Linked DNA regions of Vulpes vulpes: region 2 is linked to region 1. The links are chromatin contacts, called in public Hi-C maps. All regions are on one chromosome and are shown on one strand. Each heading gives the region's core, a stretch centred on a gene start, on an enhancer-like site or on the middle of the called end of the contact. The rest is flanking DNA. Distances are from core to core; before and after follow the strand shown. Region 1 holds the start of CEP57L1 (centrosomal protein 57 like 1). Region 2 holds the start of CD164 (CD164 molecule).

The links. Hi-C and Micro-C count contacts between places; a contact is called where the count stands out from the background.
Region 2: a Hi-C map of skeletal muscle shows a contact between it and region 1, with 3 times the contacts expected there. The contact joins the promoter of CD164 here to the promoter of CEP57L1 in region 1. A contact is called at or near these places in 2 of 3 Hi-C or Micro-C datasets (both in skeletal muscle).

What each region holds. Positions count from the first base shown.
Region 1 is chr1:194,695,297-194,701,004 of VulVul3, forward strand. CEP57L1 (centrosomal protein 57 like 1) reads left to right here and starts at 1,898. Exons shown (of 12, transcript XM_026005783.2): 1 at 1,898-2,249. SESN1 (sestrin 1) reads right to left here and starts at 1,591. Exons shown (of 10, transcript XM_026005781.2): 1 at 492-1,591. The coding sequence starts at 749.
Region 2 is chr1:194,949,357-194,954,885 of VulVul3, forward strand. CD164 (CD164 molecule) reads right to left here and starts at 2,600. Exons shown (of 6, transcript XM_072738591.1): 1 at 2,260-2,600. The coding sequence starts at 2,440.

The DNA.
Region 1 (5,708 bases), core at 648-3,147:
AAACTGACCAATTATCCTGAATTAGTGAAGGAACACTTAATACGCTTGATCATCTCAGAGGCTTGTAAGTGAGAAACCATCCACACAGAATATCGTTTGTAACGATGTGAAAAGCATCCTGGCTATCCCTTTCCAACATGTAAAAATGAATGCAAGAAAAAAAAAAGCAAGTCTTCACTTGCGATTAACTGTAACTGTCTCACAGTTTTCCTAGAGAAATGCAATTTCTGCTAAAAAAAACAAACAAACAAAAAGCACCTCTCTAGAAACACAATACTTGTTTACTCTTATTTGAAAATGGCTTTTACTTTAGTTCCTCTTGTACAGTCTGGGCCCCAAATTCCACGCTTTCCAAGCCACCCCGAGCTGCGGAATGAATTCGTAAGGGGCTCGCAGAACCACCGACTAGGAGCCCACAACACAGAGGGAGTGGCTGCAAGTAAACCTGCACTTGCACCGGGCGGGCAGTTGCAATCACAATGTTTTCTTACCTGGACGCTCTTCAAAATAAATTCACTTTTCTCTCTTACATCTTTAAAGGGACATCTCTTAGAGAGCATGAGCAGGTGAGCAAGGAGTCTATTCAACCCATCCAAAGAAACCGCCGGGGGTGGGAGCCCGTCTGGGGGACGAAGACCCTCGGTTCTTCTCAGGACCGTCTGCCTGATGCTGTCCAGCGCGGTCTCTCTAGTGCTCGGGTCCCTACTGCACAGCCCGTCCCATCTCACTTCACTGTCTCCTTCAGCCATGACAACCGGGGGGAGGGTCTCCTCGGGCCGCCTTCAGTGCCCCGTCGGCATGTCCCCACGAGCACTTGGTCACTTTTAAAACGAGGCACGTGAGAAGAAGAAAGCCAGGGGCATCGAGTCGTCGTGGAAGCACAGCGGTCTCGGTGACATCTGGAACCGCAGAGCGTCTTTTCGGACTCACCCTTCTCTCCTACACCAAGGGGCAGGGCGGTCCTCTTGGCAGAGACACGCGCGCAAAGAGAAGTTGGAAAGATGAAACCCTGCAGCGCTGGCTCGGCCGGACAGGCCGCCCCGGGGAAGTGCGCTCCTCCGCCTCGCGGGTCAGCGGATATCCTCACGTCGTGCAGCTGTCAAACCCCAGCTCTGCCCAGGAAGGCAGCTCGCAGGGGAAGGCGCTCCCAGCCATTCGGGGATTCTCGTCCGCGCAGCCACCGAGTCCCGGGAGCACTCCCACCCCGCCCCTCCTCCGGCGCCGGGCCCTGCCCTCTGCAGCTCCGCCCTCCGCCTCGGCGGCCGGGGAAGCAGCTGCCGGGGAAGCCTCGCCGAGCCCTCCTTGCTCGCCGGCCGCCGGGGGCGGAGACCCGGGCGCTCCTTGGAGAGGGAGAGGGTGCGGGGTGCGGGGTGCAGGGCGGGGCGCGGCAGCCCCTGCAGCCGCTGCCTCGGATGCAGCGTTGGAGGGAAGCGTCCCCGGCCCCGGCGACTCCCCGGGCAGACGCCGCTTCTTTTCCTCTCCCTGCGTCCTCGCCCACCGCCCGCTAAGCCGGACCCGCGCAGGGCCGGGCCGCCGAGCTGGCGCAGAAGCGAGGCCCCAGGCGCAGAGCCCGCCCCTTCGCCCAGCCCCATCGGTGGGGCTCGGCCCAGAGGGCGGGAGGAGGGAGGGGAGATGGGGTCCTCACCCCCCTGCAGCCCCTCCCCTTTCTCCGCCCGGCATAAACCAGGAGCCGCCCCTGCCCCAGCGCCCTCTTCCCCGCCCAAGCAGACGCGACCCGCGGAGGCAAAGCCATTGGAAAGAGCCCCGCCCTCCGACGGGCTACCTCCGGACCCCAAGTCCGCGCCCGGCCGCCAACTGCAACCGGCTGCTACGCATGCGTGAGGGCGAGCAGGGCGCATGCGCCGAAGGGATTTTTTTTTTTTTTTTATTGCGTCGGGGGCGTTTCCGTCCCGTGACGTATGAAAGAAAAGTTAAGAAGTGCAAGTACAATGAAGCCATGACGGAGAGAGGCCGAGCACGGCCAAGAGGGCTTAGACACACACCTGGAGGAAACTGCATCCTCACTTAAGATCAGCTTGGAAAGAGTGACGGTGTCTTTATTACGCCAAATCCGAGATTGAAGAAGGCGGGGGTGGGGGTGGGGGGGAGCGTCGTCGCATTGGCTTCTGGGAAGTGTAGTTTTGATGTACCGGCGCGTTCTGCGGGCGATAGAAACTACAGTCCCCAGGAGCCCCTGCGACGTTGCCCGTGGCGGCCTTGGAGCCAACGGTTAGCGCGGACGGAGCTTGGTAAGCGTCGATTTGGGGAGCGCTGGGGGGTTTTGGCTGCCAATTGAGGCTTTTTTTTTTTTCCTTCGTTTCCTCAGGGATTTTGGAGATCGAGGCATCTAGAAGATGGCCTAAGTCCAGGGGGTTTTGTCCGGTGTGTCTGGGAAGGAGTAGCGCGGGCGCCCCGGGCGGGGGGCACGTTGGGGCGCGAGGAAGGGACGCGGCGGGAACGGCGGCCTCCGCTCGCGCCTCTGCGGGGGGACCCGCCAGGGCGGCCTTAGGTGACCCCGTGCGCCGGCCCTTGGTCCGCCTTTGCGCGGGGGGTGTTGTGTGTTTTCTGCGCCCAAAGGAGATCCCGAGCAGAAGCCAGATGTCAGATCCATTTTGCACGAGAGACTAAGGGGAAAAGAAGAATCTCCAGCATCCCTGGATGGGAACGTTTGCAGGCTCCCGCCCCCCCGCTTAGGTGATGCTATTTAAAAAAAAAAATCTCCCAAGATTTAGTATGTTTATTTTTTTAAGATTTTATTTATTTACTCATGAGAGACAGAGAGAGAAGCAGGCTCCATGCAGGGAGCCCCATGCGGGACTCGATCCGGGGTCCCCAGGGTCACGCCCTGGGCTGCAGGCAGAGCTAAACCACTGAGCCACCCGGGCTGCCCGATTTAGTATATTTTAGAAGGTTCATTTGCGTAAAAAGTTCATGTTTGTTTGTAAAAAAAAAAAAAAAAAAAGTCGTACCTCGAGAAAAGTCAAGGTGTGAAGGGCCGTCCGGTCCATCAATGAGATTTTAATTCTCCACGTGGTGGGATGGATGGCCGGGGCGGCTCAGTTCCCCAGGTGGGGAGTTCGAGCCCCGTGTTGGGTGTAGAGGCCACTTAAATAGAAACTTTAAAAAAAAAAATGATAATGATAATAATAAAGTCAAATAAGTTATTTTAGATAACTTATTTAAATTTTAAATCATAATGATAATAGTAACGTCAAATAAGTCATTCTAAATAGCTTATTTAAGTTTTAAATTTAAATTCCATTTTTGAATTTTAGAAATTTCTCCTTGTGAGGTGCTGAGTATGCCACAGGGGGAAAAGCCCCAGCCCCCTCTCCGGTGATGGCATCTGGTAGTAAAACACACAATTACAGTACACAGTATGGTAGCTGGCTAACTGGGACGTCTAGAAAGAGGGTTTCTTGGCTTACTCCTGGAAAGTCAGGGAAATTCTTCATCCCAGGGAAAGAGGACCGGAAGAAGCCTATGGTGAGGCTCAGAAGGGAGAGAGAGTCAGTACTTTCAGGAAACTGCAATAAGCCAAAATCCCCTCTATTTTGGGAAGGGTAACTTCCTGTGTGTTGATCTACTTTGAAGCTGCAAAGAGACCAGCCCTGTGAATTTTCCGGATGGTTTCTGAGGGTGACCTGACCTTGAACAGATTTGACAGTTTCAATGAATTAGTCTGATTTGGAAAGGCCTTGCTACTTTTATGCTATTTGGTTTAAATCCGATTTAAAAAAAAAAAAAGTGAATTTGTGAGTATGATTTCAAAAAATTTAAAAAGACAATCCTTTTTTGTCCTTTTTTGGGGCTCCTCCTCCTTGTCCAATGTACAACGTAGTTTCTTAAATCTAGATCCCCTTTTGCCTGCATAGTTGAGTCGGCTCCCATCCACACACATGGTTCCACTATGACTTGTAGACGAATAGCTCCATCCAGCTGTACCCGTGAGCTCCGTAAGCACAGCTTTTTCCAAACTGCCGTAATCTGTTGCCAAGACCATTGTATTAGTGATTGTTCACTCTGGCCTTTCTCCATTAGTTCTCCACACTGGAGCCATACTGAACTTTTTGAAATGCACGTCCTGGCCAGATTTTTCTCTTAAAATCATTCATTGCTGTCTCACTATTCTTAAGGCAAAACTTGTTTGTAAAAAGCCTAATAGCCTCTGGTCTCTTTCCACTGCAGCCTCACTTCGTGTATCTACCACTCTCCACCTCTCTCTACTTCAGCCATACAGATCTTTATTCATTCGCTGGTTTTCCTATTTCCACCTAATTTCAAATTTCCAACATATCTGTTGAGTGCTATGTAATGGGACAAGTACATATGTCATTGAGCACAATATACATTGACACTTGAACAACATGGATTTGAGCTGCACAGGTCTGCTTACGTGTGGATTGTTTTTTGATAAATACAGTACATAGTGTAAATCTATCTTCCTTAAATGCTTTTGTAATAGCATTTTCTTTTCTCTAGCTTACTTATTTTAAGAATACTGTATATAATATGTATACAGAGTATGTGTTGCTTATGTTATGTGCAAGGCTTCTAGTCAACAGTAGGCTTCTAGTAGTTAAGTTTGGGGGGAGTCAAAAGTTCTATGTATTAAAAGTTATGGGATTTTTTTTTTTTTACTTCCTGGTGGGGAGTTGGCACCTCTAACCCCCCACGTTGTTCAAAGGTCACCTGTACAAAAGTTCCTACTCTCATTGAGCTTACATTCTATTAGGGGGAGAGCAACAATAAATATATAATATATGAGGCAAATGAAGACAAATGTGGTAGAGAAAAAATAAGAGCCAACCAGGAAGGGGACTGTGAAGTACCAGATTGTGTGTGTGTGTGGGGGGGGGGGGAGAGGGCAAGGTTCACTTTTAAATAAGGTTGTCAGAGACCTAATCAAGAAGGAGACATTTGAGGGAATATGAAGTAGAAGGAGGAATAAGCTGTGCCGAGCCTTGGAGGAAGAACGTCCTGGGAAGAGAACAGCCAGTACAAAGGCCTCTGGGCAGGAGCAAAGAAATAGCAATGTGACTGGAGCACAGTAAGTGCAGGGGAGGAGAATAACTTGAGGTCACAGAGGAAGGAGGTCACATAGGTGGTTGAAAGGACCTTGACCTTTAACTGAATTAGGAAAGCCATTGGAGGGCTTAGAGCAGATCAGTTGCATGATCTGACTTTTCAAAATGATTACTTCTTTGAAACTGTGTTGAGCATAGATTAGGGGGAAGCGAGTGTAGAAGCAGAGACACTAGTTAGCAAGCTAAAGTGATAATCCAGGTGAGAGATGATAGTGGTAGCTTGGACCAGGGTGCTAACAGTGGAGGCAATGGGAAGAGGCCCATAGTCTGGACCTGTTGTGTTTGTTTAGCTAACAAGTTTTACTGATAGATTGGATATGAGGTGTGAGTGTATAGGAGTTGAAGATGACTCCAAAGTTTTTAGGCTAAACAACAAGAAGAAAGGAATTGCCATTTCATGTTGTGAGGATGTCTACAGTTTTGTGTACAGAGGTAAGGAGATGGAAATCAAGAGTCTTGTTTGGCCATGTAAAGTTTAAGATGCCTCTAAGATATTCAAGTAGAGGTATGGAGTAGGCAAGTTAGGTAAAAGAGCACAGAGATGAGGTAAAAGATCTGGCTGTAGATAGAATAACTGGATTTCACAGTAGTGTTTTAATAGCAGTTAAAGTTAGCGTATAG
Region 2 (5,529 bases), core at 1,350-3,849, 250 kb after region 1:
TGTTTTTAATCACACACATAAAAACAGTACATAAACTGGTTTAATAAGAAATTCCAATCATTATAAATGACTTATGGAACTGAAGTAAACACCAAGAGAAAGGGAAGAAAAAAAATCCCACAAGCTAGCAGGAATGCCCATTACCTATCTAAACAACCCTTTGCTACAGGACAACTATTTCACAGACACTCAGGGTTTCTTGAGCCATTTTAAAGCACCCTTAAAAAATAAAAAATTGGAAAAAAGGCAGTGTTATGTAAGGCCAACACCACACACACACACACACACACACGAAATCACTGGTCCAAAACATCAGCTAAGACGCTGGAATTTAATAAAGTAATAAAAATTTGGGTTACAGGTTGAACCCAAACCCCGAAGATGTTCATTCCGAAAACCCCAGATTTGTAATTCATAAATGATCCGCTATTTCCAGGGTCCTCCATGACTGGAGGATAAGAGACAGTAACACCTAGAAGGGGCTACATTCACGGACGTACAGTTTAACGAATTAGCAGAGTCTTTGTCAATAATATAGGCCAAATAACTCAAAAAGTCTAGACTAAGGCTCTACCCATTTTCCTGGAAGCTAGAGGACTCCAAAGAAACATTCACATTTACTTTCCCTGTGCTTTAAAAAAAAAAAAAACAACAGTTCTGCACAGAGGCAACGCATTTCAATATTTTATCACTAGTATTTTTCAGGAACTGGAATGTATAGAATACCCTTAAGTAAGGGATTCACAAAGTAGAAAATAAGTTCTGCAGAGGTTTGTGTACTAGGAAAAAAAAATGCTAGTTGTCCAAAATCTTTTGTGCCTGATGACTAACGTTTGAATACCACCACAGTCAATGAACAAAACTTGCTACCTTTCATTTTAGACTGCGGCTTATCCAACTGCTACTTAGAGAAAACAAATCATCTCCTTTGTAGGACTTTCAGTTACACAAAGGCAATTAACTTGGGTATCTCCCAGCTTCTCTTTGGAAAAACACACACTCCAAAACTACAATTCTGCGAAGAAACTGCCAAGTAAGCCGGAGACAAAACATGCTGTGCCCTATCATCTTAGAAACAGCGCAGTCAGAAATGTCCAGGATTGTATTGCAATTTACTTCCCTCGTTTAACAATTTTTGAATTGCGCTACATCTCATTATTGATCATATATTAAACTTTCATAAAACACAAAGACCAAGAGAAGAAGCTTCAAAATAGTAGGATCACGGGGCGGGGGGGAGGAAGCCAAGGTAAAAAAAATCTGCCACTTCAGCAATTCTTCGGTCAGGATGCCGCTTATTCCTTACCCAATATTAACTAGAATAACCCATCACACTAGATTGCAGGGTTTTAAATACCTAGGGCTCCTTTTCACCTCAAATCGATCTTCCCCTCTCTGTTTTGTGTTGTCACGGAATTGCCAATTTCTGCTTCGAGATTTCAGCGTTACGACTCAAGCACAGTACCCCCAATCGATTACAGGGTTTAACCAAAAAAAAAAATAAATAAGAAAAAAAGAAAGAAAGAAATGAAAAAGAAAGAAAATCGGCAGACCTGGGTTCCAACCCCAGCTTCACAGCCAACTAAACCTACGCTCCGGGCAGTCAGTCCATCTCCATCTTCCTCCTAGATGTCACCACCTATCTTCCAGCTCGGCCTAAAACACCAAGAGGGGGAACGTACGAAGCTTCGGGCGCACGGAGGGGCGGCTTTTCTTCCTCTGCGCACAGGGAGAAGCGTAAACTTTTAATTTGACCAAACGCCCAAACCTCAGCTGGATCCCACACTGATCCGCGAAGCCCAAACGGTCAGATCCGAGACACCGGCCACGAGCACCGACGCCTCCGGTCCTTGCGGCGGTCGCCAGTGCCCGGGGTCGTCGGCTCTCGGAGCAGCGGCCCCGGGTGCGCAGGTCTGGAGGCGCGTCGCCTCGCCTCGCCTCGCCTCGCCCCACCGTCCACCTCACGGCCGCCGCCGCGGGAGGCGGCCACGTCCCCCGTTCTGGAGCTGACGTGACACTGGGGATTACGAGGCACTTTTGCAAAGCGCCCCGGCGTGGGGCACCTCGCGGCGGCAGGGAGCCCGACGGCCGCCGCTGCCCCCGGGGCGCTCCCCCGCCCCCGCCCCCCCGGCCCGGCCCGGCTGCTCCCGGACGGGCCGCCATGTTGCTGGAGCGCAGCCCGGCCCGGCCCCGCGCGCACCGCGGACGCGGCAGGCGGCGGGCGGGCGAGTCCCGGAAGCCCGCTGGGCCGGCGCCCACCTGGTGCCGGAGTGGTGGCCGGCGCGGGGGTCGTCACCCGCGTCGTGGCTGTGTCGCTGGTCGGCGGAGTCGTGGCGGTGGTCACGTTCGGGTCCAACTCCAAGTCCAGAGCCGCGGTCAGCGCACAGAGCGCGGCCAGGCAGGCGGCGGCCCAGCACAGCTGGCGGGAGAGCCCCGACATCGCGGCCTGCGCTCCGGCGTTCCGGCGACTGCGGCGGCGCCCTCCGCTCCGCGCGTCCTGTCCCCTGCGGCACCGCCTCGGAGAGTCCGGCCCCCCGCGAGAGCGCGCCGGGGTCACGTGAGGGCCCCCGGCCACGGCGCGCGGGGGCGAGGCGGGGGCGGGCGCTACCAACGGCTCGGCCGCGGGGGGGGACGGGGGCACCGGGAGGAGACCCGGGAGGCTCCGCTCATCTCACAGCGGCCGGGCCGCGGCGAAGCAGCTCCGCAGACGCAGGGAACGACCCCGCTGCCCCCGGAGAGCCCCCCAAGACGCCGCTGGGCTGTGCTGCTTCCGGCGCGGGACGGCTCCCGCTCGGCTCGGATGGAACAGCCCGCCTGAGGTGGCGCGCGGCGGCCGGGGGCGACGGCGCGGCTGGCGGCGCGCGGGCCACGTGACTCCGCGGGTGGCGCTCCGGGGCCCGAGGCCGCGCGGCGGCGGTGTCCGTGAGGGGTGTGTAGGCCCGGCGGGGCCTGGCGTGGGTGCTGTGCCCGCCTCGCCGCAGGACCCGCGCTCCGCTCCCCGGAAAATCGGTCTTTCTGCGAGTTACGCGGTGCTGGGGCCCCGGGAAACGAAACCGCGTGGTTGCGTCGCGCCCGCCGCCAGCGCCCGGCAGCCGGTGTCCCGCTGCGCGCGGGGCCGAGTCCGCCTGCCGCGCCTGGCCCGCCGGCCTTCCCCGAGGTCCGCGCCGCCACCGCCGGCAGAGACGAGCGGGGGGGGGGGGGATCGTCGGTGCGCTCCCGCCCCTGCCTCACCGGGGAGGACACCGACGCGCGGGAACGGAGCGGCGGGCCCGAAGCCCGGGGGCCTCACCTCGCGACCGGCTTTCCAGCCGGCCCGTTTCAAGCTCCGTCCCGGCTCGGGCTTTTGGGAAAGGTGAGCGCCCCCTGACGCCCGGCCCTGCCTGTACCCGCGACTCAAAATTGGGAGTATAAAAGCCGTTTTTTTATTTTTATTTTTTTATAAAAGCTGTTCTTAACGCCGTTTTCCCCCACCCCACCCCGTTATTCGCATTCAAGTTTAATTACGTACATTTACCCAAATAAAATAACACACGGTCATTAATTGCTTTTCTGAGATCTGCTTCGCTATGAAGACACCGAAAAAAGTTGACTATCAACTTTTTTTTTTTTTTTTTGGTCTCAACTTGAAGTTTTAAAAACTTTCTAGAAGACTCTAATCCGTGGGGCCCTTTTGTACCCTCGTGACTAGGAACTTTTTTTTTTTTTGAGAGAAGCAGGCTTTTAATTTATATATATTTTTAATTGAAATTCGATTTGCCAACATATAGTATAACACCCATTACTTTTTTTTTTAATATTTTATTTATTTATCTTATGAGAGACACAGAGAGAGGCACAGACACAGAGGGAGAAGCAGGCTCCCTGCAGGGAGCCCGATGCGGGACTCGATCCCGGGTCTCCAGGATCACGCGCCCTGAGCCAAGGGCAGACGCTAAACCGCTGAGCCCCCCAGGGATTTCCCCGGAACATTTGTCCTATTGGCTACACTTGCTGGAGATTCGCTTGATGTAGACAAACTGAGGGTGTCTGGTCCCACATGGCCAGAAGGATGAGAGTGCAGCCAGGTACTTAAATGAGGCCCCGTTTTTGGCCTTAAGTGAACGTCTCTTCTCTCCGTGTATGGCGTCCAGAGTATGCACGTGGCCATCTGACACCCAAAGGGAGGCATTAGTAAACTTTTTTTTAAGGTTAAAAATATAATAAAAGTTCTGTTTTCTTTCCCTACCCCAGGGGATCATCTTGTTTACACACTAGCATGAATACCCCCCACCATGGAGGACGTTCATTTATACAGTCTGTCATCTGGGTGTTCAACTCCAGCCTTCAGATTTTTTTTTTTGTTTTTTTTGTTTTTGTTTTTGTTTTTTTATTATTTATTTATGATAGTCATACAGAGAGAGAGAGAGAGGCAGAGACATAGGCAGAGGGAGAAGCAGGCTCCATGCACCGGGAGCCTGATGTGGGATTCGATCCCGGGTCTCCAGGATCGCGCCCCGGGCCAAAGGCAGGCGCCAAACCGCTGCGCCACCCAGGGATCCCCAGCCTTCAGATTTTTGATAGCCTTTTTTTTTTTATTCATGAGAGACACAGAGAGAGACAAGAGAGAGGCAGAGGGAGAAGCAGGCTCCATGCAGGGAGCCGCTGGTGGGACTCAATCCCGGGTCTCCAGAATCACGCCCTGGACTGATAGCGCCGCTAAACTGCTGGGCCACTGGGGCTGCCCTTTTGATAGCCTTTAAGAGGACATTTCACACTCTTAAGACCAGGAAAGCATTGGCTTATTTGACGTGGCATCTGTTGAGCTAGCTCAGGGAAGGCTTCCAAAGCCCCTTCATCGTTCCAGAGCAAAGACTGGCATGTATAACAGTCTTAACAACATATACTAAACAGTTGTAATATTTAAATAAGCTTCGACAAAGAGGATTGTAATAAATCACAGATTAACAGTGAGCTAAAATTGTAGATTCCCATTCTTACTATTAACACTGTGACTGGGATTGCTGGTAACATACTAGGGTTACTGTCCTTAGGAAGCTGTCTGCTTTGACTATGGGTATTTCTTCCCTGTCTTCCAGGATGTCAGAAGGAAGCATTACACTTGAGAGCGTTTGTTCTCAGCCTTGGGTGAACATAGGAATCACCTGGGAAGTTTCGAAAAATCCTGATGCCAGGGTACCGATTTAATTACTCTGGAAAAATGCCTGGGCATCAGGAGTTTTAAAAGCTCTCCAGGTGTTTTTAATCTGCAACTTAGGTTGAAAACCACAGCTTTACTCTTGCTGCTTGAAGTGTGTGTGGTTCATGAACTGGTACATTCATACCACCTAGAATATTAGTTAGAGATGCAAAATCTTCAGGCCTCATCTCAGACCTCCCGAATGATTTGCATTTTTTCTTGAGATCTGTATGTACATGTGTTTTAAAGTTTGAGAAGACCGCTTTACATTATAACTTGTAGAGGACTATCTTATCCTAAATTGCTGCAGTTTTTAACAGTCAGTCATGCACAAGATGACATCAAGCAAAGCG